Linked DNA regions of Mus musculus: all the other regions are linked to region 3. The links are chromatin contacts, called in public ChIA-PET, Hi-C and capture Hi-C maps. All regions are on one chromosome and are shown on one strand. Each heading gives the region's core, a stretch centred on a gene start, on an enhancer-like site or on the middle of the called end of the contact. The rest is flanking DNA. Distances are from core to core; before and after follow the strand shown.

Region 1 (2,981 bases), core at 240-2,739, 160 kb before region 3:
ATCTCCAGCCTCAAACTTAGGAAGCTGCCTGTACAGACGGCTGGGCTTGAGCAAGCCTTGTATCCGGGTATTTTTGGTAACCACCTCCTCCTTCCCCCTCTGGCCCTGGTCAGCTATCAGCATGCACATTCACACCGCCTACCCTCGCCTTGAACTGGAAAGTACACAATGGGGTACAGTGGCATGGCCCCTGTTAGCATTCCTTCTAGGCTCCGCCCAACAGTTACCTAGCAACAGCCAGGTAGGCCTGGCTTGTTCTTAAAGACTTTGTTTGGTCGCTCCTTGCTCACTCTGCCCCCACCCCTGACTCTCTTCTCTCGCTGACCCCTTTCTCCTTCTCCCTCTACCCCCTGTCTTTCTCTGTCTCTACTCCCTTCCCAACCCCCCTTCCCACGCATAAATAAACTCTGTCCACACTATACCTGTCCTATGGCTGGTACCTCAGAGAGAAGGGATGTCACAGCACAGGCCCACCAAGGCCCCCTCCCACTGTACCATACTTGGTTCTATCAAACATATCCTGGCTCTCTTTTATAAAGCACAACAGCTACTGTGTAGACAGAGGTGCAGACTCAGTGTTGCACAGATGGCAGGTATCTTGGACGTCTCAATACTGATTTTTAGGCCTTGCATTCCTCTATTACGAGACTGCAGCCCAGTAGGATATAATGATGGAGTCGTAGTCCAGTAGGACCCAAACTGCTCTGTTAGCAATGGGGGTGGTAAAGGCCTTGCTATGGGGATTCTCTGTACCACTTCCTGCCTAAGATATGATGCTGGGAGTAGAGCTGCTGAGTACCCTCACAGCCAGCCCAGGCACCTCCCCTCCCTGCTCCAGTGACCTTTGTCATCGTTAATATCTATGATGTGTAGGACTTGCTAGGCAAGTAACTACCTCATTGGCGATGGCCTATGGTTTCTTCTTCCTCCACCTCCTCCTCCTCTTCTTCCTCTTCCTCCTCCATCCTCTGCTTCTTCCTCCTCCCCCTTTATTATCACCACCATCATCATCAGATCTTTACCAAACAGGCCAGTGGTCCAGATATTATGCTGAGTGTTGGGGAGGGATGTTCATGAGATAAAAGTGATTAATGAGATATGACCAGCACATGCTACATTCCACAGTCAGGGAGATAAGATATGGACTCAGTCTGTAGGGCAGTGTGTCATAAATGCCAGGCACAGGGTGAAGTTGACTAGTGATGCCTGGTTTCAGAGGAGAGAGAGCATGCGCTAGAACTGTGAGCGAGGCTGGGCTGGGCTGGCTTAGAGTGTTTTCCACTCTGTCATCCATTTACTTCACGTTGTTCCGTGCAGGGATCAGTCAGATGCTCTCACGACATTGCCCAGATACAAAAGAACCCGGACTGGACTGATGATGAGTGAAGAGTGGGTACTCCGTGAATGAAATGAGAAGCCCACTTCCTCTGCACCCAGTGCCTGATGTAACGTCGTGCAGCCTGGGTCGCAAGCGGAAGAACCCCACCTGCTGAAGTCATCCCTGCTGAGTCATTTCCGGGGAAGTGACTTGGAGAATCTGCACGCTCGCGTGAATGTCCTGCCTTCCAGTTTCTGTCTTCGGGCGCCACCTAGTGACAGCATTCGGAAAAGCTCTCTGCTCCTTCCACCTCCTGGCTACCCCCAGTACCGGTTTTCCTCAGTTGCCTCATACCCTGTAGCTCCCAGTACGAGACACCCCTCTTCCCAGTCCACTTCCTCTATAATTTTCTCACTTTGACCTTTTCCCTGAGCATCCTCTTGAAGAAACATCATCTTGTCATCTTCACGGACTTTTCGGAGTTCTCTAAGGGATCCTTTCTAAATTAATTCAGTGCTTTGCCAGTGAGGTGTTGGGGAAGCCGATGCCACTCTTCAGGTCCCTGAGACTTAATGCTTCCCAATGTTGCCTCTAGATCTGCATCCTCTTCATGTGTCCCCCTTTTCTGTACCACTTGGTATACCACACTAGACCAAATTAGAGTGTCCTGGTGGCACATATCTGTTTGGGTGTCCTGGGGTATGCAGATTGGCAAGAGCCATGCTCTCAGGAGATGTGACAGAGGGAGGCAGGTGAGGACTCACAAATTAACTAATGGATGTAACAATGAATGATCCAGAGGAAACAAAGTGGTTAGCTGAAAGTAGAAGAATCTATGTGGTGATGGGAATGGTAAGAAGGTTTCAGAGGAAGACAACAAAGAGGGGGCTGGAGAGATGGCTTAGTGCTCAAGAGCACTTGTTCTTACAGAAGACCCAGGTTCCATTCCCAGCAGCCATACGGTGGCCCACAACTGTTCATAACTCCAGTTCCAGGAGCTCTGGCACCCTCTTGTGGCCTCTGTGGGCATTACGCCCACTAGACATACATGCAGGCCAGGCACTCATACACTTAGAAAAACAAACCAATGAGAACAGTGAGGACGGAGGGGGAAGAAGTGAACAGTGAGTCCCTTTGGGGTTGATGCGCTACCATGAGACCCTTGGGGCAAGGTGGTCAACATGACTTTAAAGGTAGCAATGTCCTTGTGTATGCTGGAGTGTAGGTCCCCGAGACAGGCACGCTGGCTTCTCCTTGGACCTTCGTTTTCAGTGGATTGATTACATACATAAGGGAGTTTTTACTCTTTCACTTGGCTTCTCTGTTGGTTTGGGTGGGAATCAAAGAGAGAACTGAGAGTGGCACCCAGAGACCGGAGCAGAGAGCAGCTGTTTGAAAACAGAAGTGCAGAGTGAACTCACACAGGGCTCCCTTGGAAGTCCCTCCGGAGAAGACTCAGATGACATCACCTCCGGGGCCGAGCTGAGCTCATCTCCTGGGACTCTCAAAGAGCAGGGACTGCTACCAAAAGATGGGGGGGGGTCACAGTCCTGTCACAGTCTCTACCCCAAGAAGACAATAGATAAATAGATCTACCCAACCAGACCAATAGAGAGAACCAGAAAGGAGATTTGCTCATTGTGGTCACATTGGGAAGAGGCAG
Region 2 (2,838 bases), core at 133-2,632, 160 kb after region 3:
TTCTAGAGAGGAATGAGGCCCTGCCCAAGGTCATACACAGTCCAGCCTTAAGCCTGACTTGTTGCTATTTTAAATAGCAGCATAGTAAAATACCCGTATCAGAAAAGAGCAGCTTGTAGACAACTTATACAGAGAACATTAATTGTGCTGAAATTCTCAAACCCTAGCTAGTTTCTGGGTTGAGCGGTTCCTGTCCCTCCTGTGCCCCTATAATTTTTACTGTCTTTGCCATGCTTGCTTAAGGAGAAAGGGCCACCAATATGTATCAAATCTGCTCCTGAGGCTCTAAGTACATCAAGTCTGGTGGGAGAGGTGAAAGGCTGTGGGCACAGTGAGCCTTCCCAGCCCAGAGGGCACTGCCATGCCTTATGTCTACAGCCAGCCTTCCCTGGAGTCTGTGTGTCTCTGAGCTTCATTACTTAGTTACTGATCTGAACAAAAGAGCACCCTCCAGAAAACTCCAAAATGGCTGCCCCTGCCTCTGAAGCAGGAACATATATGAGCATGCTGGAGAAGAGAGGTGTATGTAATTCTTCTCCTCTTAAAGTCCCGTCTTCTTTGGAGTTACGTCCAGTAGAAATCTCTGGTGGCCAGGACAGCTCTTAGAGTAACCATTTGACCCAGTTTTCCTGGGACGGCTGAGCTCTGAGATGTGAGCTTCGCAGTGTTATTTTGGAGTTTGTTTGGTTTGGGTTTTTTGCACTCCTTGAGTCCTACCCCCGTGTTATCTACCCAGCCTGCTTTTCTGTTTTAAAAGCAAACAAACTGAGAAAGAGTTGGCACTTAGGACTTACAGACTTTAATATAACATACCCTCTGCCTGTCCTTCCCATTCAGCTAAAGCTAACTTTTCTCTTAAAGATCGCTTCTAAATTCTGAGCCGAGCCGTGGCTCCGGGTGGTCACATGACCAAGAATCCTACTCCAAGAGGCCATTTGCCTTAGACGATGCAATGGGTATAACTTCATTACTAGTTTTAGGCCTAGGGACATACAATATGGAACCATTTCCTACAAATGTCTGGTCCAAGGAGTTTGGGGACACCATCACGACCAATGTGAGCCTTGACTAGAGCAGGTCAAAGCCGAATGCTTGTTTCCTATGCCCTAGCCTTGCCCTTTTATCTTCCCCAGCTTGGTAAACGAGATGCACTATCCAGTGGACTTCTCCCAGTGACAATGCCCCTCACGGGTCCATCCTCCACACAGCTGAAGAGGCCTCCCTTACCTTGGGGGAGAACAGCAATCAGTATCAGACTAGCCAGAATCCCGCTGTGTTCCATCTTCCAGAGGGAATCATGCAACAAATAGAGGCAAGCCACAGGATGATCAGCCAGGGTTAGCACTATCCTCCGCCAACAGACTCATGGGTATTCAGAAAAAGGAAGAGTGGGGGAGGAACTAGAAGAAATCTGCCTCTCTACCTTCTGCCTTTGATGGTGTAAGACTGTCAAAGCAACAGTGGGCTAGGTGTGGGGTAAAACACAAACAGGTGCAAACTGCTCTTTCTGAAGCAAAGATTTTGGGATGATTGATACAAAGCAGAGACTATGAGGAAAGTTTGTTCAGAATTCTAGGAAGTGTAAGGGAATTTAGAATAGCCTTTCCTGGTAACAAAAAACAAATAGCAATAGTCACTGGTAACAAACAAAGAAGATTTTGGGCTTCCTATGAACAATACAACTACATTTACTCACAAACAAGGAAGTGCCACCTCTTTAGATCCACTGAGAGAAACTATTACACAAGCCACATTAGCAGATCCTCTTGTTTCTGATCAGTCTCAGGACCCTTCACAGGACACTCTGGGACACCACATCAAGCTGCTTCTAGCCAGTGGGAAGATGGACTTGAGAAGCCCTCATCCAGACATCGGAATCCTAGGTCCAGCACATAGTACCCATGCATGGAGTGTCTCAGAGCTTGTCTCCCTCAGCATCACTCTAAGGATTGGGGGAGGAGTGTTTGCATCATGCCAGCCACATTAAGCCATCTCAGTATGAGAGTCTTCTTAACAATATAATCAATCCACTCATTTGTAGAATCGATCCTCCCCAGGAGACAATAGACTTTTCTACCATGTGCTGTGGGGATCTAACTTTCCACACTGCTATAATCAGAAGGTCATCTGTCTGGGGACAAAATTATCCTTTGTGCCTGGAATCACATAGGAATTCTGTGAATTTCTGTTATGCATTGACTGGCTAAAGGAGACAATAGCCTGAGACCCTGGAACTAGCCCAGGGTCATACACCAAGAAATAAGCTAGTTGTCCCGTTGGGATGTTCTCTTCTAGGTGGGTACCACTTAGATGTTCTCAAAAGAACAGTGTCAAAAATCTCTTAAGGAAGGTCTACTCTAAGATGCTTTTCCATTCAGAACTCCAGTCTCATACATGGAAAAGTTCTGCCTAAACCCATGAGTTCTGGGATCAAGTGACAAACAAGTCCAGACCTAGCCAGAAGAACAGGCAGGAACATTCATCACTGTCATCGAGAAAAAGGCTCAGTGGAGTCTTCAACCTATTGCGCATAGAGGTTCTAGTGGTAAAGGGGTTTCCAAGTGGGAATCTAGAACCTCATCCCCTGCCACCTGCTATCCTGCAAGCCTTAACAACAACAAAAGAGAAAACGAGATAAGTCAGAGCATCAACACCCCTGCTGGGGCCCCTGCTGCCCACACTCTACAGGAGAGGGCGGAGACACCTGGTATTGCCTCTACTCAGAGTCCCAGCTCAATGCATGCTGGGTGGAGCCAGGCCAGCTGCTGCACAGGCTGTCTGGGTGGCTGGGTGGCTGGGTGGCTAAGGGACTCTCAATACTTCTACTGGAGAAGCAAA
Region 3 (3,179 bases), core at 255-2,754:
TGATGGGTACGCATAGGACAGATCTGCACGTGAGTTCCAGGCGCAAGAGCAGCAGTGGCTTCCTATAAGAGGCCTGTGCCCCCTGCTTCCAGCACAGATACCTCCACCATGTGCCTGATCCAGTGGGGGGTGGGTGGGTGGGTTATGCTGTCAAAAACCAAACTTGACTTTATATAAACAGGAAGAGGCACAGGTGCCAGAGACGGAGTCAGCTTACATTGGAAGTCAGGCTGTGTAGAAGATTAGATTCTGGTCTGGACTAATAAATACCATTGCTTAATCTCTTGGAGTTTGACACTCAAAACCATCATGTGAATATTAATAGATAGCCATAAGAGTCTATACCCTCTGTGTCCTCTGGGCCTGACTCCTCTCTCTTCCCAGCCTTCCCCAAAATGAAAAGCCAGTAGCAAGCCAAACAGGTCTTTCCCCAAAGAAACCCTTTAAAGGAAGAGGGACAAGGACCTTCTGAAAAGGTGGCCTTTGAGTGGTCCTCTGGGTTCTTCTAAGTCCTTCCAGCATTTGAAAGAGTGGCAATGGACACCAGAAAGGAAGAAGTGGGGAGAACCTGGCGAAGAGTCGGGAGGGAGACCCTCGTCCCCCATTGGAGCATTTCCTGCTGCCAGGGAAGCAAGCAAGTCAATAGTACTAGGCAAGAGCGGCAGACACCGCTACACCTGCAAACTCCCTGGAGCCCCCACACTCAAGGCAGTAGACACCCCAGCCCCCACCCCACCAGCATGCCTTAACTCCGGTCTCAGGAGGATTTCCCTGCTGCAGCTCCAACACCTAGCTCCAAAAGGCATCAAAGAAAGCAAGAAACTCACTGCCCGGGTGGCAGGGGTTGGGGAAAATGCACAAGGTTCCCAGGGAACATAGTCTTAAAGCTAAGGGTCCGGAGGAAGACCGGCATCCCAATCATTTGGTGCCACCTTGTCTAAGGCACTTCTCTTCACCTCCTTCAGGATGGGGTGGGGTTAAGAAAGAGGCGAGAGAGAGAAATGACAAAGCTGGGGCTATCTTACCCAAAAGCCCAGTGCCCAGCCATCTCGCCTGAGTATTGCCTCGGTTCCCAGCCCGGGACATGGTCCTGTTCTCTCTGGAGCGCTCCGGGGGCTTGGGATGGAATAGTGGGGACAGCCGGGCTCTCCACCCGAGGTCGTCTGTGGGCCCCGCAGCTGCCAGGGGAGCTCCGAGCCGCGGGTCGGGGCTCCGGAAAGTTAGCCGCGAGAGAGCGAGACGAGGGGGAGACCAAGGAGGGGGAGGCGCGCCCGCCGCCTCTTGGAGCCGGCTGCAGGAGCCGGGGCTGGAAGGGGGAGGAGGAGCCGGAGCTGAAGGGAGGACGCCGGGGCGAGCGGCACTGCGATGCGCCTCTGCTCTGGAAGCGCTCCAGCCGCAGGAGGGGCGGCGTCCCCGTCGGTTTCGCACAGTGCCCGTTGCGCCGTGTATCACGGCCGTAGGGTCCAGCCTGGGCAGCCCTCTTCCTCTCCAGCGGGACGGGAATGCTGCGGCTTGGCACTGCAGGGCCAGCCCGCAGACGCCCGCATCATCCCAAGCGCCGAGCTGCCAATTAGGAGAAGAGTTCACGGGGGAGTAGAGGTGGAGCTTTTAGGTTTGTTGGAAGGCTGTTTTTGTTCCGCTCAGAGAACACGAGTAAGGGCAGCGGCTGCCTCTCCGGGGACCGCCGGGAGGACATCCGCAGCGGGCGCTGCCGCAGCCGGTGGGCGTGTGCCGGCTTGCCCGCTGCGGACGACCGGTACAGCCCTGAACCAACACGCGTCGCCTCCAGCCGCGCCGCTCATTCGCTCTGCGGATGGCTTTTAGGCTGTGGCAAACCTAGTTTCCCCTGCAAAGTCTCCTGCACGCCGCCCACCAACCCATTTCTGCACAGACTCTTTGCTTCTTAGAGGGTTGGCAGGCAGTCACTTGGAGACAGCGTGCTTTGCCCCCAGCGCGGGGAGGCGGGGGTGGGGAGGCAACCGTAAACACCAAGAAGGTCCCCCCTCAAGACCTCTAGTCAACTACTCAAGCTACCCTCCAGGACAAATCCTCCTCACTGTCCGGAGACCAGTTAAACCTTGGAAATACACCCTCCACCTCGCCACACCCTCCACCCATCTTCCAACCCGGAGTTCCTGAAAGGCTTCAGCGCCATAAGAGACCATTGAGGTTGTATACAGAATGTTAACTGTCTGCGGGGAGAACCTTGTTTTCTTTTGCTTCGTTGGTTGTCATGGTAGTTGAACAGCTCTGATGCCCTGTGTTTGCTGCTGGAGAACTCTGAACAAAGCACACAACTTTTCTGGAGAATTCTGCTGTCTGCTGGATGGTGACCCCATGATATTTACCTCCTGATGCAAAATAGCATCATCCTCAATGCTAGGCAACAGGGAGGGCAGCCCTGGGCTCCTAGTTTTAGGGGACCTCATGCTAGCCCATGAGTCCAGGGAACACACCTCCTCTGAGTTCTAAAGGGTTCTGGGGATCCAAGAATCTAGTGTTTCCCCTAGGGGTTGCTGAGTTGGACTCCTCTTGGATAAGTTTGATAAGCAGGTGGGTGGTTCCTGAGTGGAACCCCAGTCGCTGCAGGACCAGTCACAAAAGCAAGATGACTGGGGAAGAGTCTGAAAAGAAATCCCATCTTCTAGGCCACCATGGAAAAGCAGTCAGAGGCCGAGGATGGGAGATAAACTTTACTTAATGATCCTGAGTTGCTGTTCCTGCTGTCATTGCTGTAGTGGTGGTGGTTTTGAGACAGGAGTTCTCTGTGTAGCCCTGTAGGCCAAACTGTCCTGGAACTCAGAGATCGCCCTGCCTCTTCTTCCCCTTCCTGAGTGCTGGGATGAAAGGTGTTCTCCACCACGCCTCTATCCTGATTTATTACCTACATTGAGACTTGTGTGCCTTTTTGCACCTGTATCTTGCACCAGGCCTTTCCAACATTAGAAATAGAACTGGATGTAAAGACTCAGAGAGATAAAGACGTGTTAGCACGCTTGGCAGAGCCCTGGGCACACAGGCTGAACACACAACACATCTGAGTTCAAAGAAGCCTGGGGCCCCAGAGGGGAAGCTACGTCCAGGAGAGGTTTTGACCTTTGGGAGGGCCTGCCACTGTGCAAGCAAGGCCAGGCATCCAGGCTGCCTGTGTTATTTTTACAGCAGGGTCATGTTTCTCC
Region 4 (2,816 bases), core at 192-2,691, 180 kb before region 3:
CAAGATTAGGGGGCAGCTATAGGCTCCCTCCTTTGCCTCTACTCACTATCTATGGGTTTCACCTATACCCTTAAATAATGGGATGGCTCAGCTCTCTCATTACAAGAGAAGCTTGGACCTTCCATAGTGATCCCAGGACCTACCAGAACTTTGACACTTAATTCACACTTTTGCCCATGTCCTGTCCTTCCAACCTGCTTCCACATTGGTCCCTAACTCTAGGAAGATGAGTTTCCCAGATGAACATGCTTCTCTAACCCCACTCCAGGAGAGAGGCCAGGTCTCTGCCCATCTCTAACTTGAACAGATAGAACTTGATAGATAGCTCAGTCCCCATCTTTGGGTCTGGGGACTAGCAAGTTTTCACGGAAGATAGCCATGGCTGTGTGTGTGGCGCCCCATGCTTCCTACAGAATGCTACCCCCACCCCATGCTCCCTGTTCTGCTTCCTGTGGGGACATGAGCCAAAAGGACCAGAGCAGAGAGCAAAGGAGAAGAGCAGAGAGGGGTCTGGAATAATAGGAGAGATAACAGTGCCTTCGGAAACATACCCGGGTTCAGAGTGGACCACAAGCCAGGCACAGTCTAGAACATATGGTGAGCTGGATTTCTTCAAACCCAGGGCTTGTTGGACTTTCTAGAGTCTCAGAGTCCACTCTATCAATAGAGAACAGAAAAATATGGAAAAGAGCAGAAAACAGGACCTAGGAGAAGTTAAGCAAAAAGAGGGGCGCATTAAATAAGGCTTTGTGGATACCTAATGTGTGTACAAGACCCTTTTCTACACAGGACAACCCCATTGCTCTCTATCACCTCTAAAAGCAGCAGAAGAAGCTTAAGATATAGCAGAAGACACTGTGGTTAGACATAAGGAAGCACTTCCCATGTACTTTACGTCCCCTAGTAAGTAACCAATGAAAAAATTTAAATGTACATTTAAAAAGAAGACTCGCATGCTTCCGGGAAGGGTTAGGAGTCTAGCTAGGAGGTAATCCTTGAAGATGAGTTAAAATACCTTTGGGTTCTCAAACCAGCAAAAATGAATCTAGATTAAATCCAATCCTCAAACAGCAACGCCAGATTACCAAGTAACTCCAGAGCTGTTCTTGCCAGGGCACACACAGGCCACAGCCCTGTCCAGGCCTTGGCCACACAGCCCAGGGGTGCCTAATAACCAGACTCCATATTTTATTGGTTTCTCCTCCTCGGAGTTCCTTCTAGGGACTAAGATGAAGCAGTTGAAATCACTGGATCCCAGGCAGCTTCCAGCCAGCAGAGACATTCTGTCTTCCCTACACTCGGGGCAGGTCTTGGCAGCACCCTGCCTGACTCCAGCCTGTCCCTTCTCATGCCTGGGAAAGCCCAGGAGACCGCGGCGCACTCACCCGGTGGCTGCCTCTGTCCATGGTGTAAGAGAATGCTTCTTCCAGGCTCAGCTGATGTCGAGGGTAAGATCCATGTTGGCCCCCAGTCCCCCAGCGTGTGGGGAAAAGGAGGCTGAGGGCCGAGGGCCGGCCCTCAGCAGATGGGGCGGGGAAGTCGGTGGGACGTGTGAGGTAACTCAGGTATAAACAACCCAGAACTCGCCAGACCTGTCCTTCAGCCCCATCCCAGTTACTCAGCTAATACCTGGGCTCTTGAAACTGCCACCACATGAGCTTCTGTGTGTGGGGTCCCCTTCACCGCCCCTCCCAGAGGGTTCCAGACAGGATCTGAGATTATGGGAAGCCCTTCGAATGTGGTCACCTGAGCCTTCCAGGAAGACCCTGCCCTCAAAGTGTGCTCATTTCTAACTGTGTCCAAATCCCAAATCTGGACATGAGATGGACTTTTTTTTTTCCTGAAAAAAGTTTTTTATGAAAACTCTTAACAACGACAAGAGAAATCAGATGGTTTTAAATGGTGCACATAATGAATTACCTCCATTGGCAGCAATAAAATATTATGAATTATATCAAAATCAATTACTATAAAACATGTATGTATTTGAGTGGAAACCGGTCTGGGGAATATATTAGGCTGACTCATGACCTCCTACCCTGTGCTCCATCCTGATCATTAGAGGCAAAAGAAACAGAGGAAGAGACACGTGTCCTAAAGCAAAGTCGCTGCGCTCAGAAGTGTGGAAGCAGAAGAGTTAGGTGGACTTGGGAATGCTCCCTTTGTGATAAAGCCCCAGGGTGGCTGCAACTTCGCTGAGATCCGTGGATTCTGCGATTGGGTCTGTGTTCCCCCATGCATGAATCTGTACCCAGATAAAATTCTCTTTGCTTTTATTTTTGCCTCTTTTGTGAATTCTTGGTTTACGTGCAATCCTAGAAGCTGGACAGACCTAGACCCCTGGAGCTGCGGTGCCAGCACTGATGGGGCTGGGAGTGGGGTGTGTGTGTGGGGGGGGTGGGAGCTGGGACACTGACCACACTCAGCAAACCAGTGAGGCAGTTCTGGCATCAGACAGTGGGAGGGAGGGGGGCAAAGCCGGAGGAGATGGCGAGGCTGAGAATGCCCTGACAATTAGGAGCAGTGGCCATGGTCAACTACTAGGGTGGAGTCTGAGGCTGCCTCTTGACCTTTTAGATAAACAGATATGAAAACTGTTCTAGTTTAGGGTGTTCAGGGAAGTCTAAAACACAGAGGCTCATGGGAAAACTCCTGGAAGACCCAGGCAGAGAGCCAAGGAGTCTCTGACTTGGCTGCATTACTTCACTGGCTGCTCTTCAAGACATCAGAACTTGGCCCTCGCTCTCTTCCTCTCGCTGTCCACACTCTGGTCATCCAGGTCTGGGCACAGGCTGGCCACATTGTGTGCTGGGTCC

What was found. Hi-C and Micro-C count contacts between places; a contact is called where the count stands out from the background. ChIA-PET counts read pairs in DNA pulled down with a chosen protein or histone mark. Capture Hi-C pulls out chosen DNA fragments and counts their contacts.
Region 1: a contact with region 3 is called in a Hi-C map of the P5424 cell line, with 2.5 times the contacts expected there. The contact joins the enhancer-like site here to the promoter of Scn4b in region 3. A contact is called at or near these places in 3 of 15 datasets of contacts at CTCF or cohesin (large pre-B cells, pro-B cells and thymocytes), 8 of 484 Hi-C or Micro-C datasets (B cells, the P5424 cell line, Th1 cells and 5 more), 6 of 115 datasets of contacts at active chromatin or transcription factors (bone marrow-derived dendritic cells, double positive thymocytes, effector CD8 T cells and 3 more) and 1 of 9 other capture datasets (liver).
Region 2: an RNA polymerase II ChIA-PET map of effector CD8 T cells shows a contact between it and region 3, with 289 read pairs. The contact joins the promoter of Cd3d here to the promoter of Scn4b in region 3. A contact is called at or near these places in 18 of 39 promoter capture datasets (the C10 cell line, Sertoli cells, cranial neural crest and 10 more), 1 of 15 datasets of contacts at CTCF or cohesin (large pre-B cells), 28 of 484 Hi-C or Micro-C datasets (the AML12 cell line, the C10 cell line, the C2C12 cell line and 20 more), 21 of 115 datasets of contacts at active chromatin or transcription factors (CD8 T cells, DN3 thymocytes, the SCID.adh cell line and 17 more) and 5 of 9 other capture datasets (adipose tissue, embryonic stem cells, liver and 2 more).
Region 4: a contact with region 3 is called in a capture Hi-C map of macrophages, with 3 times the contacts expected there. The contact joins the promoter of Tmprss13 here to the promoter of Scn4b in region 3. A contact is called at or near these places in 2 of 39 promoter capture datasets (the C10 cell line and the HPC-7 cell line), 3 of 15 datasets of contacts at CTCF or cohesin (large pre-B cells, pro-B cells and thymocytes), 6 of 484 Hi-C or Micro-C datasets (B cells, CD8 T cells, bone marrow-derived dendritic cells and 3 more), 3 of 115 datasets of contacts at active chromatin or transcription factors (bone marrow-derived macrophages, embryonic stem cells and large pre-B cells) and 2 of 9 other capture datasets (liver and macrophages).

The regions. Positions count from the first base shown.
Region 1 is chr9:45,299,164-45,302,144 of GRCm38.p6, reverse strand. No RefSeq gene overlaps it. Among named protein-coding and RNA genes, the nearest start is that of Tmprss13, 18 kb to the left of the region's middle. Within about 2 kb of position 1,489, at least 318 of the 459 cell types and tissues checked have an H3K27ac peak or open chromatin away from gene starts, as enhancers often do. A contact at or near this core is called in B cells, the P5424 cell line, Th1 cells and 6 more, where this site is marked.
Region 2 is chr9:44,980,330-44,983,167 of GRCm38.p6, reverse strand. It overlaps Cd3d (CD3 antigen, delta polypeptide), which reads right to left and starts at 1,382. Exons shown (of 5, transcript NM_013487.3): 1 at 1,228-1,382. The coding sequence starts at 1,282. Cd3g (CD3 antigen, gamma polypeptide) reads left to right here and starts at 2,737. Exons shown (of 7, transcript NM_009850.2): 1 at 2,737-2,838.
Region 3 is chr9:45,136,949-45,140,127 of GRCm38.p6, reverse strand. It overlaps Scn4b (sodium channel, type IV, beta), which reads right to left and starts at 1,504. Exons shown (of 5, transcript NM_001013390.3): 1 at 1,026-1,504. The coding sequence starts at 1,086.
Region 4 is chr9:45,317,725-45,320,540 of GRCm38.p6, reverse strand. Tmprss13 (transmembrane protease, serine 13) reads right to left here and starts at 1,441. Exons shown (of 13, transcript NM_001013373.2): 1 at 1,386-1,441. The coding sequence starts at 1,406. It overlaps Lncbate3 (brown adipose tissue enriched long noncoding RNA 3), which reads left to right. Exons shown (of 4, transcript NR_040720.1): 3 at 1,222-1,448; 4 at 2,063-2,275.